2 separate regions of the Capra hircus genome follow, and region 1 is linked to region 2. Evidence: chromatin contacts called from public Hi-C data. All regions are on one chromosome and are shown on one strand. The core of a region is the stretch at or near the end of the contact, and the rest is flanking DNA. Distances in the headings are between cores, read along the strand shown. Region 1 overlaps STK10 (serine/threonine-protein kinase 10). Region 2 overlaps STK10 (serine/threonine-protein kinase 10).

Evidence for each region. Hi-C and Micro-C count contacts between places; a contact is called where the count stands out from the background.
Region 1: a Hi-C map of blood shows a contact between it and region 2, with 2.2 times the contacts expected there. The contact joins two enhancer-like sites. A contact is called at or near these places in 2 of 5 Hi-C or Micro-C datasets (both in blood).

Annotation. Positions count from the first base shown.
Region 1 is chr20:4,010,109-4,016,616 of ARS1.2, reverse strand. The region is part of intron 1 of STK10 (serine/threonine-protein kinase 10); the gene reads left to right. Among named protein-coding and RNA genes, the nearest start is that of STK10, 18 kb to the left of the region's middle. Within about 2 kb of position 4,701, at least 2 of the 5 cell types and tissues checked have an H3K27ac peak or open chromatin away from gene starts, as enhancers often do.
Region 2 is chr20:3,949,809-3,957,047 of ARS1.2, reverse strand. It overlaps STK10 (serine/threonine-protein kinase 10), which reads left to right. Exons shown (of 19, transcript XM_018065487.1): 5 at 4,221-4,293; 6 at 5,224-5,418; 7 at 5,995-6,076. Among named protein-coding and RNA genes, the nearest start is that of STK10, 78 kb to the left of the region's middle. Within about 2 kb of position 4,232, at least 4 of the 5 cell types and tissues checked have an H3K27ac peak or open chromatin away from gene starts, as enhancers often do.

The DNA of each region.
Region 1 (6,508 bases), core at 3,452-5,951, 59 kb before region 2:
CAAAGGACTGTGGAAGACTTTGGTGGTGGTATGGTGGTTAAGACTCCGCCTGTCAATGCGGGGGACACAGGTTTGATGCCTGGTCCGGGAAGATGCCACAGGCCCCAGAGCAATAAGCCTGTGCACCACGCCTGCTGAGCCCATGCTCTGCAGCAAGAGAGGCCACCGCAGCGAGAGGCCCTGCACCCAGACAGTAGCCCCCACTCACCAGAAGTAGAGAAAGCCCGTGCACAGCAACAAAGACCCAGATGAAAAAAGGGCTATGGCACCAGGCTAACTGTGATGAGAACCCTAGTAAGGTGTGAGAAGTTCTAGCAGAGGGTGGGAGCTGGGGTTCTGGGAACGTCTCATGGAGCAGGCTGGGGTTGAGTTAGACTTTGTGGAGTGGTTAAACATGGGTATGGCGAAGGCACTCCTCATGGAGGAAGGAGCATCAAGAAAGGCCGGTAAGTAGGGGGCCTCAGGCACTGGCTGTCGCAGGAGGTGATTGCCAGGGAGCGGTGGGGTCCTGGAGGAGTGGAAGGGGCAGATCACCAGGGCCAGGGGCGCCAGGCCCTGGAATTTGGGCTTTATCGCATCGACAGCAGGGAGCCATTGAGGGTTCATCCGAGAGGGTCTCCGGTAGGAGGCAGTGAGGGAGACAGAAGAAAGGGGCTGGTGCACACAGCCGCTGGGCAGGGGCTCCTGGAGAGTGTCCTCTGGAGGGGAAGCGCACCAGGCACAGGGCTGCACCTGAGTGGAGTCCTGGCAGCCACTTCCTAGCTGTGTGGCCGGGGCCAAGTCACCGCCCTACCTGGGCCTGTTTCCTATTCAACAGGAGGAGATGGCGGGGCTTTGCAGCTCTCGTGGACCCGTGCTGGCTAAGGTGGGATACTCCTTATCCTGCCTCAAGAGGCCGTCGGAGGCCTCGGCAGGCCCTTTGGCATCTTGGCCCCCTAGGACTCAAGCCTCGGGAAGGCGGGGCTGCGGCGCTGTGGCTCCACTCTGCCCCCCACTCATGCCTGCCAGCGTCTGAGCCCAAGGCCACGACTGCCACCCATCCTGTCCGCGGCCCGTGGACCACCCTACTCGAGTTGATGTTGAGCCCTTCCCTGACACATGGTGGGCTTCACTGTGACCCTGCTTTCCTCCAGGGCCCAACTTCCTCCTTCCTTAATTGAGAGTTGAAGGTTTCCCCACGATTGGTGACCGTTGTCACCACGCAGATTGACTGTGTGCAGGCAGGGACAGCCCAGCTGGACACTGTGGGGCGCGACCAGCCCCTCCTTGGCTCCAGTGGCCTCAGCCTCTCTGGACACAGGCCTGGCTCGGTGTCCCGAGTCAGTCAGGGGGACGAGGGAAACAGAGACCTTTCGCCTTGACCGCTCCTCCTTTGGCTCTGACCCGCTGGCCTGGCTGCTCATCTGACAGGTCAGCTGCGAGCCTTTCCTCACGCCTGCCGCCCAGCCAGGTTGCTAGGCAACCTCACAGCTGATCCCCACCCAAGGTTCTTCTACCCGCTCTCTGCACTCAGGCCTTTTGTGCAGTGATGAGACTGTTCTGTATCTGCTCTATTCAGTATGGTAGCCGCTCTTCACTGGGGTTAATGTTAACTGGGAAACTGCATTTTAAGTTTCATTTAATTCAGGTAACTTGAATAGGCACCTGAGGCTCGTAGCTACCATACTGGATGGTGCAGTTCCGGGGGGTTCCTGAGAGGACAGGTGCTTTTAAAGCAAGTTCTGGATGAAAGGGCCACTTTCTGTGCCTCAACCCCAGTCTGTCCTCACCAAGACCACTGTGGCTGATTGCTAGATGTCCATTGAGTGAAAATCACCTTTAGAAACCCCGTGGATTCCTTAATCTGTGTTTCAGAACCTCCTTGTCCAGAAAGTGAAGTGTGAGAGTGTTAATCGCTCAGTTGTGTCCGACTCTTTGCTACCTCATGGGCCGTAGCCTGCCAGGCTCCTCTGTCTATGGGATTCTCCAGGCAAGAACACTGGAGTAGTTTGCCGTTCCCTTCTTCAGGGAATCGAACCTGGGTCTCCTGCATTGCAGGCAGATTCAGTTATAGCTTAGCTATAATTTTATCATCCAGCTTCATTTACTTATTATTATGGCTCAATTATCTTTTTCTTATTACTACATTATTTTCCTATTTATCGTTTTAAAGGATTGCTTAATATCCCACTAAGTTGATTTAGCCATCATCCTTGGGTTGAATATTTAGGTTATTCCCACTGTGTGGATCACAATAAACTGTGGAAAATTCTGAAAGAGATGAGAATACCAGACCACCTAACCTGACTCTTGAGAAATCTGTATGCAGGTCAGGAAGCAACAGTTAGAACTGGACATGGAACAACAGACTGGTTCCAAATAGGAAAAGGAGTACATCAAGGCTGTATACTGTCACCCTGCTTATTTAACTTATACGCAGAGTACATCATGCGAAACACTGGACTGGAAGAAGCACAAGCTGGAATCAAGATTGCCGGGAGAAATATCAATCACCTCAGATATGCAGATGACACCACCCTTATGGCAGAAAGTGAAGAGGAGCTAAAATGCTCTTGATGAAAGTGAAAGAGGAGAGCGAAAAAGTTGGCTTAAAGCTCAACATTCAGAAAACGAAGATCATGGCATCTGGTCCCATCACTTCATGGGAAACAGACGGGCAAACAGTGGAAGCAGTGTCAGACTTTATCTTGGGGGGCTCCAAAATCACTGCAGATGGTGACTGCAGCCATGAAATTAAAAGATGCTTACTGCTTGGAAGAAAAGTTATGACCAACCTAGATAGCAGATTGAAAAGCAGAGACATTACTTTGCCAACAAAGGTCCATCTAGTCAAGGCTATGGTTTTTCCTGTGGTCATGTATGGATGTGAGAGTTGGACTGTGAAGAAGGCTGAGCGCCAAAGAATTGATGCCTTTGAACTGTGGTGTTGGAGAAGACTTTTGAGAGTCCCTTGGACTGCAAGGAGATCCAACCAGTCCATTCTGAAGGAGATCAGCCCTGGGATTTCTTTGGAAGGAATGATGCTGAAGCTGAAACTCCAGTACTTTGGCCACCTCATGCAAAGAGTTGACTCATTGGAAAAGACTCTGATGCTGGGAGGGATTGGGGGCAAGAGGAGAAGGGGACGACCGAGGATGAGATGGCTGATGGCATCACGAACTCGATGGACGTGAATCTGAGTGAACTCCGGGAGTTGGTGATGGACAGGGAGGCCTGGCGTGCTGCGATTCATGGGGTTGCAAAGAGTCGGACACGACTGAGCGACTGAACTGAACCACTTTGTTTGCCATTATTCTGGGCTAATGTGAATTTGATCCTAGTACACGTTTTCTCTTGTCTTTTTTGGAATTATTTCCTGGCCTTACATTCTCAGGAGTGAGTGCTAATAGGCTTAAAAGGTATTTTCTAGGCTCTGGAAATCTGTTGCCAATTTTGGTCTTTATGAGATTGAATCTGTCTGTATTCTCATCAGTAATGAATTTACCTATTTTACCATTTGTTTGCTTACCAGCATTGGAGGTTGTCATTTTTCCTTCTTTGTTAATTTAAAAGTGTAATGTGACTTTCTCTGCTTTTGGGGAGGAAGAGTCTTGTGGCAGAAGAATCTGTTTGCCTGGAGCCTGTTAGTAACTGCATTTCCCATCTGGGTTGCTGATCCCATTTTATCCATCAGGTCCTCTGAGAAGCCTCAGTAAAGGTCACCTTGTAGATCATGGTGCCGTTGGGAGTGAAGGTAGTTCTCATTACACACGTGTTGCATGGTGAAGTATTTTCATAGGTGTCTACTGTCTGCTAGAACAACCCCAGATTTAGGGGCTCATTTCCTTTTTGGTGGCAAAAGACAGTCATCCAAAAGGGAGCCTAAGGGCAGGGCCTGCGTCAGGATCGGTGGCCCCAGGTGCCCCACAGCCCCTCAGCGGAGGTCCCCCTCCATCGTGGCCTTCCTGGCCTTGGCCTCATCCTCAGGTAGGCTGTCCAAAGGGGTGGCAAGATGGGCTGCCAGACCCTTTAGCCTTCCCGTCTTACAGTCTACCAACCCAAGAGAAAGAAAAAAAGATGTATTTGGTGATAAGTTGAGCAAAAAATTTAAAAACACACGCACAAAAGACCATTTGGGTACAACCCTGTTGGCCTGCCACTGGGTGTGACTGAGTGGCTGGGCTGGGCTCTGTGCCAGGACCGTGTGGGCTCAGCCCCTCATGAATCTCTTGCACGAAGAGTGAAAGAGGGGCAGTTCCCAAAAGCGACTGGTGCTGTGGGTCCTCAGGCGGAACCGGATGCAGGCCAGTCCCCCTGCTGCCCCGCTTTAGGATTCATTTCCAGGCAGCTCCAGGGGCTCCCAGGCCTGAAGTGAGCTGCGCCCAGGGAACAGGCGCCCCCACCCCCCGCCAGTCAGGCCCTTCAGCGCGTGTGCGCTCATTCACGGTTTGCTTCTGCAGATAGCGCAGTCGCCGCAGCCTGCACTCTGCGCCCTGCATAGCCTTCACAGACTCAGCTTCCCCAGCTGCGGACTGGGGACTGGGCGCTGGGGTTTGGGAGGGGCGACTGATGTTCTTTCTGGTCCCTGTGCTCCGATAGCAGTCCTTTCCCGGAGGAGGGGGAGGGCGGGACGCAGCGGTCAGCCTGCAGCCAGGAGGGCAGGGAGGGCCCGGGCCGTCCCCAGCTGGCTGTGTGGGTGACTTTCAGGAAGCCCTCAGCCCCTGGCTGGGCCCCTTGGCTTGGGCGGGGCTTCTGCTGAAGGGTGGTTCCCGCCTCCTTGGGGCCGGCCGTGCTGCACAAGGCGGAGGATTGTTCCCAGAGAGGTGCCTGGGCGGGAAACACAAGTGGCCACTGTGTGTCTGCTCTCAGGGTGTGGGGCGAGGTGCTAGTCACCGCTGGCCAGCAGTGCAGCGCTGGGTGGGGGCTCTTGCCGTCTGTCCTTCGCTGGACCCCAGCCTTGCCTCAGTCGGTGGGAGACGGACGTCAGAGGCCACAGATGGCTGTTTGTTCTTTATATGACTTCCTTGTCTGTCAACTCCCACTGTGTCCCATCCACGTGGACAACCTTTAGCTTTCCAGTACCCACCCACTCCCCAAGCGGCCCTCACAGCAGACTCTGCAGAGAGCTTGGCTATCATGTCCCCTTTCTCCTACTGCAGAATTTACAGGAACCTCTGGCAGAATGGTCAGGAACATGGATTTTGAAGTCACGTGGGCTTCTATTTAACTTCCAGCCCTGCTGTTATACCTGCTCTGTGACTTTGAGCAAATGACTTCACCTCTCCGGGCATCAGTTTTCTTGCATAGGTAAAATGAGGCTCTTATAGACGTATGTATTCTCAAGTTCCAGACCAAGAGAAGCCGAGCTGCTTTCATCTGCTCCATCCTATAATCTCATGTTAGAACTTAAGGGCAGTCACTGTGTCCTCGTCACTGACTAGTAAACCTGAATGTCCGTCACTGTGTTCTCTACAAGTTTTGTGAACCCGAACATACTTAATCACAATGCAATGATAAATAATGGCCCTAATGTCCACCAAAAGGAGCCACAAAGCTCAGAAATGCATTTTGAAATGTCAAACAAGGAATAAATCACATTCAGGATAGTTTTAACGTTAGGTATTTTATTATATGCATTTATCCTATGCTATGCATTATTTAATATGTACACATTTATGGTATATGTCTCTCTCTCTCTCTATATATATATATATACATAGCTGCTGCTGCTGCTAAGTCGCTTCAGTCGTGTCCGACTCTGTGCGACCCCATAGACGGCAGCCCACCAGGCTCGCCCGTCCCTGGGATTCTCCAGGCAAGAACACTGGAGTGGGTTGCCATTGTCTTCTCCAATGCATGAAAGTGAAAAGTGAAAGTGAAGTCGCTTAGTCGTGTCTTCGCAACCCCATGGACTGCAGCCTTACCAGGCTCCTCTGCCCATGGGATTTTCCAGGCAAGAGTACTGGAGTGGGGTGCCATCGCCTTCTCCCATATACATAGCTAGTATCTCAGCATATTTGAATACTTTAATTCTTTCTAGGTGAAAGAGTTTACAAAGTATCTTTTTTCCTACTGCTTAACAAAAAAGGTGACAATTACTCTTGTTCACCCTATTCGACTGATTAAAAATAACAATTTTTGCTGAAAGAAAAAAGAGGCTCTCTCTTTTTTTTTAAATTTGTTTTTGTTGAATTTGTTATGATATTGTTCTGTTTTATGTTTTGGTTTCTTGGCCAAGAAGTGTGTGGGATCTTAGTTCCCTGATCAGGGATTGAACCCGTACCCTTGCATTGGAAGGTAAAGTCTCAACCACTGGGCCACCAGGGAATTCCCGAAAGAGGCTCTTAATAATACGATGCTCTTGTAAACATTAATTGAGGGGATTAATGAGGGCCCGGTGTCTTCTTGGGCCCTCTCTAAGCTCTGCTGCTTTGGAGTTAGTTTAGCTTTCAGGCTCCCCTTGGGAGCATGATGACCTGGCAGCTTGACTGTGGTAGGCAGTGCCAGAGGCTAGCAGTGAAAGAGAGCT
Region 2 (7,239 bases), core at 2,983-5,482:
TCCTGGAAGCCTCACCCTGGGTCTGAGAGGCAGTCCCTCTTCCCCAAAGGTGTCCTGGGATGGCATGTCAGCCGTTGTTGGTGTTTATATGCGGAGCCAGGCCCACGTTGGGTGCCTGTCCTCACCCCTGAGTCCAGAGGGGTGGTGACGTGTCCAGGCCAACAGGGCAGAGCTGGCCTCTCACCTGGGTTTCCTGGGTTTTGCATCTCACCCTGTAGCTGCTGCTGCTCCCACCCTGAAAAGCAGCAGCTCTCCAGCCCCAGTAGCCAGCCTGTCCCGTGAGCACTTCCCTCAGCTGACCGAGTAGCTCTTGTCCAGTTAGCACTGACTAAGGCTCAGAGGCCAGCAGTCCTGACCATTCCCAGGAGGAGGTCTCAGTATAGCCTCGGCCTCATCCCCGCCTCAGACTCTCGGGAGTACGGCTCAAGTACCCCATGGAATACTCACTATCATGATGGAGCACTTACCACGAGCTGGGCTTGGAGCTGAGTGCCGTAGGTGAGCCGTTTCATCCTCAAGGCAGCCCTGCAAAGTGAGGGCTACAGTCTCACCCTGTGTCACTGGTGGGGGGGACACGGAGGCTCAGAGGCTTGGTAACTGTCCCGGCCCCTGCCTGTCTCTCCCCTTATCTAAGACCACCCCTTCCTAAGACCACCTGGCTGCTCTGCCCCTCCTGGGCCCTCCAGCCAGCTTGTTTCCTCTGCCTGGAAATATGGTCCCCTAGCCCTTGACCTCCTGTCTAAACTAGCCGCGCACGCACCAGCCCTGTCTCTGCCTTATCCCTGCATGGCCCTTCTCATTGCCAGGAGTCCCCTGGTGTGGACGGCCTGTTTCCACCACTAGAAAAACAGGCCAGTGAGGGTGAAGGATTTGTTTCCTCTCTGTGCCTAGAACAGTGCCTGGCACATAATAGATGTTCAGTTGGTATTTGTTGAATGAATGAATTGCCTGGAAATGAAAAAAAATTTTTATGAATTTGAGTTTTTATTTGTGTGTTTCACTGTAGCGCTGTGACAACAGTGACGTCTGTATACCAGAGCGCACACATCAACAGTAAGACGTAGCGTCTCATGGCAGCACTGCGTGTAAGATGGCCAGACCAAATAGTTTTCTGGCTTCTTCCTTAGCTGGACTTCTCCCAGGCCCCACCTTCCTTGTCTCTCGAGCCCCGCACCCCCGTCTCCCCATCACGTCACACGATTGTGAACAGACACAGCTGGTGTTCATGGGATGGCTGGCTGCCTCCACCACTGAAGTTCGAGTTGCCAGAGGGCACGGACTTGGTTTGCTTTCTCCCCGCTGTATTCTCTGCTCCAGCTCGCGGGTGGTTCCAGATGGAACTTAAATGAACAGGTGAAAGAACCCAGCGACACAGAAGGGGCGAAACTGGAGCCCCGGGCTCTCAGGTTCAGGCCTGTCGCTCCACGCCGTGCCCGCTCCTGGTTTGAAATTGTGAGTCTGAGTGAAACGGCCGAGTGTGGCCTCCAGACCCAGGTGGTGGCTCTCAGAGCAGCTGGCTGTTGCCACTCCAGTGGTCTCCCAGTGTCTTGCTTCCTCCCGAGTTCAGCTTTTAATCGAGGTGGAACTTGGCACCAGAAGGCTGGAGCACTGGAGAAAGCTCCTCTTTGTGGTGCTGGCCTCTCCCCTTAGCAATGGGTGGTGGTGATGGATGTGTGTAAAGAGAAATTGTATTAATTTATTTTGTTAGTCCTGAAAGTCAAATGCTTTCGTCATGGCAAACTTCAGAAAAGTGGGAGAAACCTTGTCTCTCTGTCCATGGACAACCGTTTAAGCAAGCTAGTACATCTCCTCCAGTAATTCAGGCTGCAGCTCTGCTCTTTTGCGGGGAGGTAGGGCATAATTCCAACCATGCAGTATATTCAGATAAGCATCCTCTCCCTTTCCTGTTGAGCCTATATAAATACACCAATAAAATAGTTTCCTATTCTATTAAACGTTGAATATTTCAATATTTGTTGTTTTAGACTTCCCGGGTGGCACTGGTGGTAAAGAGCCTGCCTGCCGATGCGGGAGACAGAAGAAGTGTGGGTCCGATCCCTGGGTGGGGAAGATCCCCTGGAGGAGGGCATGGCAACCCACTCCAGTGTTCTTGCCTGGAGAACCCCATGGACAGAGGAGCCTGGCGGGTTATAGTCCACAGAGTCACACAGAGTTGGACACTACTGAAGCGACTTAGCACACATGGTGCTTTAAAATTTTATTTTCCCTACATTTTTATTCAGATATAACTGACATTCAGCACTATGTCAGTTTAAGGTTACATTATAACGATTGGACTTACATACACCATGAAATGATTATCACGATAAAGTTAGCGAATAGCCATTTGTGTGGTTACAAAATAAAAGAAAAAAATTTTTTCCTTGTGATGAGAACTCTTAGGATTTACTCTCTTAACAACTCTCATATATAAAGTATAGTAATGTTATATTTATTTATACATATATTTACTGTGCTTAATCATATTAAAACATATTCAAGTACATTCCTAGTACTTGTTTGTCTTATAACTGCAAGTTTGTGCCTTTTGACTAATTTCAGCTAATTCTCCTTCCCCCAACCCCCGCCCCCCATAGATCCGATCTCTTTTTCTGTGAGTTTGTTTGTTTGCTGACAACACTATATTGATTCCTGGTGTAAAACGTAGTAAGTTGATTTCTCTACACATTATAAGATGATCACTGCTATAAGACCATCTCTTGCCACACAAAGATATTACATTGTGACTGACTATATTCCCTACACTGTACATTTCATTCCTATGAGTCATTCATTTTATAACTGGAAGTTTGTGCCTCTTAGCCTCCCTCATCTATTATCATTATTAAATGTATATTAAAGTTGAATATTATGTATAATTCAGTATTGAAATATTGAATAAAATATTTTAAAACGTTACTGACTATAAAATATTCCACCATATGTGTGTGTATCACACGTAATCTGTTCAGTTATTTAGTCTTCACCTTCTTTCTTGGTTTTCCTGGTGGCTCAGATGCTGAAGAATCTGCTTGCAGTGCAGGAGACCTGGGTTTAATCCGTGGGTTGGGAAAATTGCCTGGAGAAGGGAATGCTACCCGCTCCAGTATTCTTGCCTGGAGAATTCCATGGACAGAGGAGCCTGGTGGAAATACAGTCCATGGGGTCGCGGCGAGTCAGACACGACTGAGCGACTAACACGCTTCTTTCTCATTGTTGTTCAGTCGCTCAGTCGTGTCCGACTCTCTGCAACCCCATGGACGGCAGGACGCCAGGCTCCCCTGTCCTTCACCATCTCCTGGAGCTGGCTCAAACTCATGTCCATCGAGTCGGTGATGCCATCCAACCACCTCATCCTCTGTCGTCCCCTTCTCCTCCTGCCTTCAGTCTTTCCCAGCATCAGGGTCTCTTCCAACGTTTCAGCTCTTCACATCCTAGTTCATTTTTCTCTGTGTGTGTGTTTGTATATATGATACATAATCTTAAATCCTTTTTAGAAAAGACAGAATGTATTCTATACTGCACATAAGAATTTAAAAAATCGCTCCATGAAAGCTAAGCAATGATGCTTGTTTTTAAGTTGTGTATATTATAATGACATTTTGGTGAACAATCATTACCCATAATGTTTTTATATTTAAGATTATTTCAGGGAATTCCCTGGTGGTGCAATGGTTAGGACTCTGTGGTTTCATTGCTGAGGGCCTGGTTGGGGAACTAAGATCCCCCAAGCTGCAAGGTGCTGCCAAAAAAGAGAAAGAAGATTGTTTCATTAAGGTGGACTCCTAGATTTGGATTACTGCACCAGAAGAGTATGGGTGTCTTATTTTATTTATTTATTTTTTCAGTCTGCACCGTGCAGCATGTGGGATCTTAATTCTCCAACCAGGGATCAAACCCACGCGCCTTGCTCTGGGAGCTCAAAGTCTTAACCACAGGACCACTAGGGATGTCCCCAGTATGGGTATTTTAGAATTTCTTGCTATTTATTGCCAAACTGCTTTCCTAAAAGCCTCTTCAATTTATATTCTTATTAGCAGGTAGGAAGGTGCATACCTCTTACAGCAGTGGGTGTTATTATTTTTTAATGATCACTAATTCGCTAGACAGAAAATGGCATCTGTTAGTTGATTTGGAACGTGAATCTCTGTGTCCACACCCCAGGGCCGTGGGTGGAGGAATGTCCATCCAGTCCTCTATCTGAGATTCTTGCCTTGCAGCTGACTTCGGCGTGTCTGCCAAGAATCTGAAAACTTTGCAGAAGCGAGATTCCTTCATAGGAACGCCTTACTGGTGAGTCGTGTAGCCTCTGGAAATGGGATGGTGGACTGAACGTCACACCTCCATGTCCCCTTGGTGACCCCTGGCTTGGCTGGAAGGGAGAAGACAGGCAGGGGCTCCTGAGTCAGCCTGCTAGGTCTGAGCCTGCGCGCGCCGAGACCTTGGCCATATTACCCAGCTTTTTGTGCCTCGGTTTAGTCATCTGTGAAATCAGGGGTGTAATAGTGCCTATATGATGTGGTATTGGGAGGATTAAATGGGATGGTGCATATAGAAAGTGTTCCACTAATAAGGACTGACGTTCCCTGGAGAATGGTTCTTGATGAATTCAGCAAGTGTAGGGTTAACAGGCAGACCCAGAGCTAGAGCTGGGGCCAGGAAGATGAACAGTATGAGTTCGGTTGCTATGCTTACATGAAATCTCCCTAGACTGTTCCAGTCCATTTTGCTCCCTTCTTTTCCAAAAAGAAAAAGCCTCTCAGTTTCACACCTAACTACTTTCTGCTTTACTTCCTTCCCATCGTGGAGTTGGGTTCCTTTTTTGCCTGCTTATTACTCACCCTCTCTCTCTCTCCCCCTTTACTCCTCCTCTCCTTTTCTCTCCCGCCCCTCTCTCTGCTGATAATTTTCTCCTCCCCAACCCGCCCGCCCCCGGATCTCCCCGGGCCCCTCCTCCCTGCCCCCACCCGCCCCTTCCCCAGGACCCTGTGTTCTGGATTGCTGCTGCCCTCTTCTGGTAGGAGTCGGAGCTGCAGCAGGACTGGGCTGTGAAGCTGCTTGGAAGGCGTCCTTTTGTGAGGAAACCGCCCCAGGAAGATAGTGGGTGGGAAGGAGCGCACATCAGGACCTGGGAGTGCTCGCGCCGGGCCTTGACCCTGACCCTCCAGGAGGCGCCTGCGGAGGCCAGGGTCTTAGCGCTCTGTTGTCCCCTGGTCGGTTCAGGATGGCCCCCGAGGTGGTGATGTGTGAGACCATGAAGGACACCCCATACGACTACAAGGCCGACATCTGGTCGCTGGGCATCACGCTGATTGAAATGGCCCAGATCGAGCCCCCACACCACGAGCTCAACCCCATGCGGGTGCTACTCAAGATCGCCAAGTCCGACCCTCCCACACTGCTCTCGCCCTCTAAGTGGTAAGGAGCCAGGAGGCCTGCCCAGGGGTGTCTGCAGGGCGGCCCTGGGTGGCAGGGCCGGTGGGGCGGGGGGACGTGGGGTGCCAGGGCTCTGCTGTCCCTGCTGGGCCTCACAGTTGGGGAGCGGTCAGGCCTGGGGTCGGTAGGCTTTTTCTAAGCTCCCTGGGCCCTCAGAGCTCCTTTCTCCCTCTGTGCTCTGAGCATCAGCTCTCCATCCACGCAGACTGCGGAACCCAAATAAGCTGGGTCCCGCTGCAGGAATAAGAGACCACACGAGCCGTTGCAGCCACACGGCGCAACCCTGGGCTGGGAGCTGCGACTCAAACCGCCAGCCCGGCTGTGTTCCGATGTGTGGCCTCGGGCAAGCCCCCTCTCTGATTCTGCATCCCCTCTGTCAGTGACCAGAGGGCGTCCTGAGGTCGCCTCCACTGGCTCACTTATAAAGGCTCCCTTTGTCCTTTGAGGGGCGTGTTTGGGAAGCACGCGACTCTCAGGAGAGTGGAGTCCCTGGTGCGGGAAGTCTTCTCGACTCTTCCCTGCTCCCAGCTCACTGCCTCCACCTGTCTGTCCTCCCAGGTCTGCAGAGTTCCGAGATTTCCTGAAGACAGCCCTGGATAAGAACCCAGAGACACGGCCCAGCGCTGCGCAGCTCCTGGAGGTGAGTGGTTGCCCCTCCCAGGTGGCTGCCCGCCTTGACCCGGAAGCTGGGTTCGTCCTCGCCCTGCCCTGGGGGTGTCATGCACAGCCGTTCAGTCATCAGCCAGTGTGCCCTGGGCACCCATACCCGCCAGCCCTCGTGCAGGGAGGGCGAAGGGAGACCAGAGTCCTGTCCACATGGGGCTAACCTCGGGGAAGGGGACAGGCAGCCAGTGAGCAGCACAGGGGAGGGGCTGCTCTCCTGTAAAAGGAGGACGCGAGGCGCGAGGGGCTCTGCGAGCCAGCGCCCAGAGGAGGCGAGGGGGACCACATGTGGTGCTCGAGAGTGGAGGTGGAGGCCTGGGATGGGGGCATGATGGGTGCAGCTGGCAGAGCCAGGAGGCCTGGGTGCGGGGGCTGGGGTGAACACAGGGGTGTGGGAGGTCGGTGGACTGGAGACAAGGTCAGGGCTGCGGGGAGTGTGTCCAGGCAGGCTCAGTGGTTCCCCAAGCGGACTCTGGGTACAAAGCATCTAGTCAGTCTCTCCACCGTGACTATTAGAGCAAAAGGATGCGGAGAAAAAGGCGCATGGGAAAACCAGGCAGAAGTGCCTAGAGTCCCCTCCTGTGGAGTCACAGAGGGCACACCGAGCTCCTCAGCTCTATGCTCTGGCAGCACAAGTGAAGTGTTGTTTCCCTGGGAAGCATGTTGGAGAACTCGGGGCCTAGGGTTTCACTGGCAGCTGACCACGTGGGCAGCCTCTGCTGGCACGGACCAGAGTTCCAGGCTCCAGAAAGCTGGGCAGGTCGTCAGCATGGACCCCATCATTTGCACAGTGCAGGCTGAGTCAGCCCCTCTTATCAGTTCACGGTGGGAACCCTCTCCAAATCCAGGCTCCCAGCAAAGGGCTAATGGTGGGAGCAGCCTTCCAAAGGAGAGCTGCACCAGGTCACGGAGAGTCACATAGGACCTTGGGAAGGCGTGGACTTCACCCTCTTTGGGACAGGGCACCTGTGAGGGTTTGGAGGGAAACACTGACTTACAAAGGTCTCTCTGGCTGTTGGACGTGGCATCTAGGAGACCAGCCAGGGTGACAGGTGACTCGGGGAGCATCCTCTTAGCTAGCTGAATGAGCTTTGGGTGGGGAAGTGGATGGTGGCTTCCTTGAAGCTGTTTGAAATACTG